Linked DNA regions of Anser cygnoides: region 2 is linked to region 1. The links are chromatin contacts, called in public Hi-C maps. All regions are on one chromosome and are shown on one strand. The core of a region is the stretch at or near the end of the contact, and the rest is flanking DNA. Distances in the headings are between cores, read along the strand shown. Region 1 holds the start of DUSP12 (dual specificity phosphatase 12). Region 2 overlaps LOC106045735 (a long non-coding RNA gene).

What was found. A called contact is a pair of places that touch in the nucleus more often than the background predicts.
Region 2: a contact with region 1 is called in a Hi-C map of liver, with 1.6 times the contacts expected there. The contact joins the enhancer-like site here to the promoter of DUSP12 in region 1. A contact is called at or near these places in 2 of 7 Hi-C or Micro-C datasets (both in liver).

The regions. Positions count from the first base shown.
Region 1 is chr1:100,696,748-100,699,447 of Taihu_goose_T2T_genome, reverse strand. It overlaps DUSP12 (dual specificity phosphatase 12), which reads left to right and starts at 1,299. Exons shown (of 6, transcript XM_066990420.1): 1 at 1,299-1,857; 2 at 1,951-2,064; 3 at 2,165-2,264. The coding sequence starts at 1,315.
Region 2 is chr1:100,730,321-100,733,020 of Taihu_goose_T2T_genome, reverse strand. LOC106045735 (a long non-coding RNA gene) reads right to left here. Exons shown (of 3, transcript XR_010834343.1): 3 at 1-25. Among named protein-coding and RNA genes, the nearest start is that of TENT5C, 27 kb to the right of the region's middle. Within about 2 kb of position 1,295, at least 1 of the 3 cell types and tissues checked has open chromatin away from gene starts, as enhancers often do. A contact at or near this core is called in liver, where this site is marked.

The DNA.
Region 1 (2,700 bases), core at 50-2,549:
GAGTAAAAGTGAGTGCTCTGTCTCCTTTCATCATACGGCAGGTCTGAACCCTATGCAGGGCAGAAAAAAGTAGCTGCACCAAGATTTCTGCATTGCTCCATAATCTTCCATGGCTTAACTTGCAATAAATCTTGGAATCAAGGAAGACATGTTGCCTCTGTCTACACTGTATCAGATTTCAGCACCAAATGCAAGTCATGGCCTGGTTAACAGTAAGAGATCAGAACAGAAATCTGGAGTTAGTTAGAACTCTCTTGCAGTTTAAAATCTACTTGTTGCATGAGAACCAGCACAAAACAGATAAGCGTGACAGGTTTCAAGCTGGGACAGGCGTTTGATTTTTAGTGGCAAGAAGCTACTCAGAGGTTTTATGCAAGGCCCATGAGGAATTACTTGGTCTGGATTCAGTTTTAGGTTACAGTGAGAAGCATATTCAGTCCATAAGGTGTGTAACAAAAATGTTTACAGGAATGCAAAATCTGTGACAGTAAAAAGGTGCTTATAGTTTGAGTCCCGAATGAGAAGCCTCAGTCTAGAAAGAGTTAAAGCTAACTGCTGGTAGTTTTATTCTGTAAGTCAATTTTACTCCTGCTTATGTGGATGTGATTGTGTAACAGATTTTACAAGTGCACTGATTTTGTTTCCCAGCAGATTTTCTCTGTGGCTGATTTCCTGTAGAAGAACTCAGCTCAGATAAAGAACCCTGCTCACTGTGAGTGCCCTACAAAAGTAACGCACAGGGAATGAAGGGCCCTCACAGCCCTACGGTTTGTTTTAATCTCCAAGCCAGCAATTCACAAACACAAACCTACATACCAGTGTTGGTTCCAGAGGCTTCCTAGATAAATACTCCTCCAGGTCTCCTTTCCTCACTGAATGTAATGGTTATATCACAGGACTACTTTGAGGCAGGATAGCAGAAATCTTAAAAAGTGTAGGTGCTAGGCTTTCCTGCAGTGACTGATCTCACCTTTAATCCGTTTGTCCACTCAGACCCCATTGTTTCAGCAATGTATCAGGAGTTTTATTAATGATGCCTGTTTTCTGAGTATTTGTAAGACCACAATACTTGATGCTTTCATGGTTTTCTCTGTAACTGGAATTCCAGAGCTGGAATGTTCACAGCCTCATCGTAGCACTTGAAAGGCTGGCAGCACTGAACATGTGCCATTTACTACTTCTCGCCTTACAACGCCTTATAAATACAGGTTTAAAAAAAGGGGGGGGGGGGGGGGACCTGGGGTAGAAGAAGGAGTGCCTCCTATGCTTCCCAATGCCACTCTGTGCCAAAACCCCTTTGGGCAGAAAGGGAAAATGCTATCTGTGGAAAACCTCTACCAAACTCTGTGCATGCCTTCTTTATCAGAAACCATCCTAGGCATACGGAGACCATTTACGCTACCACCACGGCAAAAAGAACCACAGCCAAACACCGAAGCGCGCCGCGGTCTCCGACAGCTGCCAGCCGCCCCTCACACACCCGCACAGGCCCCACCCCGCCCCCCTCCGCCATTTTGTGGGCGGCCGCCGGCGGATGCCGCCATCTTGTGGGCGGCGCCGGGCCGCGGCCATGGCGGGCGCTGCGGGGGAGCCCGATGTCGGCGGCATGGTGGCGGTGTCGGCGGGGCTCTACGTGGGCGGCGCGGAGTCGTGCTCGTCCCCGGCGTCGCTGGCGGCCGCGGGGGTGGTGGCGGTGCTCACAGTGGACGCGGAGGAGCCGCCGGCGGTGCCGGGGGTGCGGACCCTGCACGTCCGTGCGCGGGACGAGCCCGGCGCCGACCTGCTGAGCCGCCTGGACGAGTGCGCCGCCTTCATCGGCGCGGCGCGGGCGGGCGGCGGGGCCGCCCTCGTCCGCTGGTGAGGGCCGGGGCCGGGGGCTCGGCGGCGGGGCTGGCAGCCCCGGGCGGCGCCGAGGGCCGGCCTCGCCTCGTCCCGCGCCTTCCCTTGCAGCCAGGCCGGGGTGAGCCGCAGCGTGGCCGTGGTGACCGCCTACCTCATGAAGACGCAGGGGCTCGGCTGGGAGGAGGCGTACGCTGCTGTCAGGGCTGCCAAGCCCGATGCCGAGTGAGTGCCCGGCCGTAAGGGCGGAGTGAGGGGCGCTGCCCCCCGCCCGGCCTCAGCCCGCGCCCCTCTCTCTCACCGCAGGGTGAACCCGGGCTTCCAGGGGCAGCTGAAGCTCTACGAGGCCATGGGCTGCACGGTGGACAGCGGCAGCGCCCTGTACAAGCGGTACCGCCTGCAGATGCTCAGGGAGAGGTACCCCGGTGAGTGGGGGAGCCGGGGGGGCTGTGGGAGCGCCGCCCCTGCCAGTGGCGCTCGAGCTGGAGGTGAAACTTGCCGCTGTGGTCTCCCAAAGGCCTGGGTGGCTGATGCCGGGTGATCACAGCATCATACGGTTTTTCTGCTCTCTGCTTTTTTGCCCCACGGACCGCACCAGGCATCCGGGTGGGTCTTTCTGATGTGTGGTTACTTTAAGTTACCGTTGTTAGCAGTTTTAAGTCATGTGCCCCCATCTGTGGTTTCTGAACTGTGTTGCTGTGGTTTGTGACTGTCTTTAACTAGCTGTGCATCAGGAAGATCTCATGTGTCTTGTGTGCTGTAGGAGGGCAGCATATGAGTATGGTGGTGGGACACGGTTCAGAGATCATTTAAAAAAAAAACCACACTAATTTCAGAGCCTGTTTGATGTCTTTCTGCATG
Region 2 (2,700 bases), core at 46-2,545, 34 kb before region 1:
CCATTGGGTTTACCATGTTTATTTCCTAGAAAGAAGTAGTTACAAGCTCTATTCCTCATCCCCACCAGAATGTTTGCAACAACAAAAGAGCACGTAACTTACATGGTTTAAAAGGTTAATATCAGCAGTTGGCTCACATAGCGACTTGGACACACTTTAGCCATTGCTAATACTTTGGCAGAAGAAGCCGTATTTACATGATCTGAATAGGTTTGCTTATTCACAAGCAAGATGTTACCCTGTCTGCCCAGGAAGGGCATTTCAAAGGTGTCTTTGCTTGCTGAAGGCTAACAAATTCTGTCACGAGAACAGGGAAGGTGCATTGTGGCCCCTTGACTGAATTTGTACTGCAAGAAAAGGAAATGCCTGCCTGGCATTTGTTAGCTCTGCTGATTCTCCAGCTCACTGATCCAATGGTAAACTCTTCACTGGATCTTGGTGAGGTGAGTTTCTACTGGAGCAGTGAGCTGGTCTGACTGCTGGCTACCATGTACCTGCTGGACTGAACATGGGAAATGGCAAAGGAACCATTCAGGGCAGGTGGGTTCATAGTGAATGGACCTCTTCTTCTCTTTAGCAGCCAGCAGTAACAACAGGCTCAGCATAACCAGACTCTGCTCTCAGTCTCATACATCCTGTGTGGATTCAGGAGTTCCTAAAAGTCTTCATGACACCCCCAGTAAGCTGCAGGGGCCCAGAGATAAGCCACTAAACAGGAGATCCCAAAAGAGAATAACTGAGCCAGCCTGGCAAGTGCTAACCCAAGCACAGAAGAGCAGAGGAAAAAAAAAAAATCAGACCCCAAGGCCACTTGAATCTGTTGCTATCAGCCTGTAATGAGACCAGTCCATCAAAACCTTTGAGTCTGCAGGGGGGGGAAAACTAACAGAAAACTGCTGGGCATAGCTGCAGCTCTCCAGATCTCCCTGGTCATGCTCTGCATTGCTTTCTGTTCCCAGAGAACTTCAGAAAGCTCCTAAAAATGCCTTTCAGTGTCATTCTGAGCTCGCAGGAAAAAGCCTCTCTGGCTTGTTATCAAAATGCCTCCAGAAGGCCTTGCACGTGGTATGAAAGGTGAACCTGGTGAAAAGTTACTGAGCAAAGACCAGCTGGTGATTAACAGCACGGGCAGGATGGTAACGTTACACAAATTAAGAAGTTTTAGAAGTGTAGAGACATAAGAAAGACCGCTGAGCAGAAGAGCTGCTCTGTTACAAGAACAGACAAGAGCATTGTAGACCTGGATTTCAAAAACGCAAACATGTTTTACTGTAATGGTAGGACAGCTGTATTGGCAGAGCCAAATTAAATAGTTACATTAGAGGGAAATACTGCTTGTCCTGTTTCAGAAACGTTTGTTTGCACTTGAGAATCTCTTTGAACTTAACTTTGTTATAGCGGTATAATGAAGCATTTTCAACGGACTGATCCGGGAATTTAAATATAAATAAAATAAAAAGTACAACCCAACAGTTTACAACCCCAAAGCAAAACACATAGAAATGTTCTGCAGTCTGGCTAGCGTGGTAGCAGCCATCAGCAGGATTTATGTGCCCGCCGGGGACAGCTAAGCCCAGGGGTACAGGATGGGCACTCAGTACACAGAGAAGATGGGGGGATTTATGCAGATGGAGTGGCCCTGAGCAAGATGCCCTTTCAGACATTTCCGGAGCCACTGATGCAGCTAGGCAAATTCTCTGCTGCATCACATTTAAATGTTTCACTCTATGCTCCGTGATCATCATTGTTATCATCAGCAAGCAAAACCAGTTAAATAGTCATTACAGAAGCAACGGTGAAGGAAATATTTGACAACTCGCAGTGAGCTTTCGAATCCAGTGACTAAAAACAGACTCTGGGGTTGCCCCCTGCGAAATCCCCTCCTACCCCATCCTCTGGTGGCACATTTCCAAGGGGACTCAAAGTGTGACAGACCCAACAGCGGGGCTGGAAAGGTATTGCTTGGTGTTTGCTGTTGGATGCAAGTTATTTTACTAATCCATGTGGGCAGTGAGCATTAGAACTAGAAACAGTCCTTAGACCTGTGGAAAATATTACATTGCAGAGCCGGTAGCAAGGTTTTCTCCTTAATGAAGGACTCCTTCATTAGCCTGGACTTGGGCACACGCACTGCCCGAAGCAATGCTCATCGGCTGTCCCACGGAAATACGCTGCAGCTCTGGAGCACCAAGCAAGGACAACATGGGCAGCAGACCACTCCAGCGGCATCCCATGCCACAGCACGGCTTGGTGTAGTCTGAATCCATCGTCATTAAATTAAGCATGCTGACTCCAGACACTTCTCAAGGTTTGGGTTTGATCATTTTTGGTGGGGAGGAACAAAGCTGTTTAGGAGCCCCCTGGATCCATCAAGCACCCTCTGACATGCCAGAGGGTCCACGAGCTGCCCCTTGTGGGAGTGATGGGGCCATGCCCATGGCATTACTGCACCTCTGGGAGCTCACGCTGCTCCACACCCTCCATTTCAAGCTCCCAGCACCCTGCAGAGTCTGAACAGCACAGGGTTTGCTGTGCCTGGCAAATCCCAAGAGAGGAGCAGCTCCCAGACGGCAGTAGAGGCATGTGCGCACAAAGCCAGAGAGAAAGTCTTTTCTCTTGGCACCGTAACAAGCCCTAACGAGAAGCAGCCCACCCAAGCGTTTGAAGAATGAACTCACCAGGAGACTCCTCGGCTCTGAT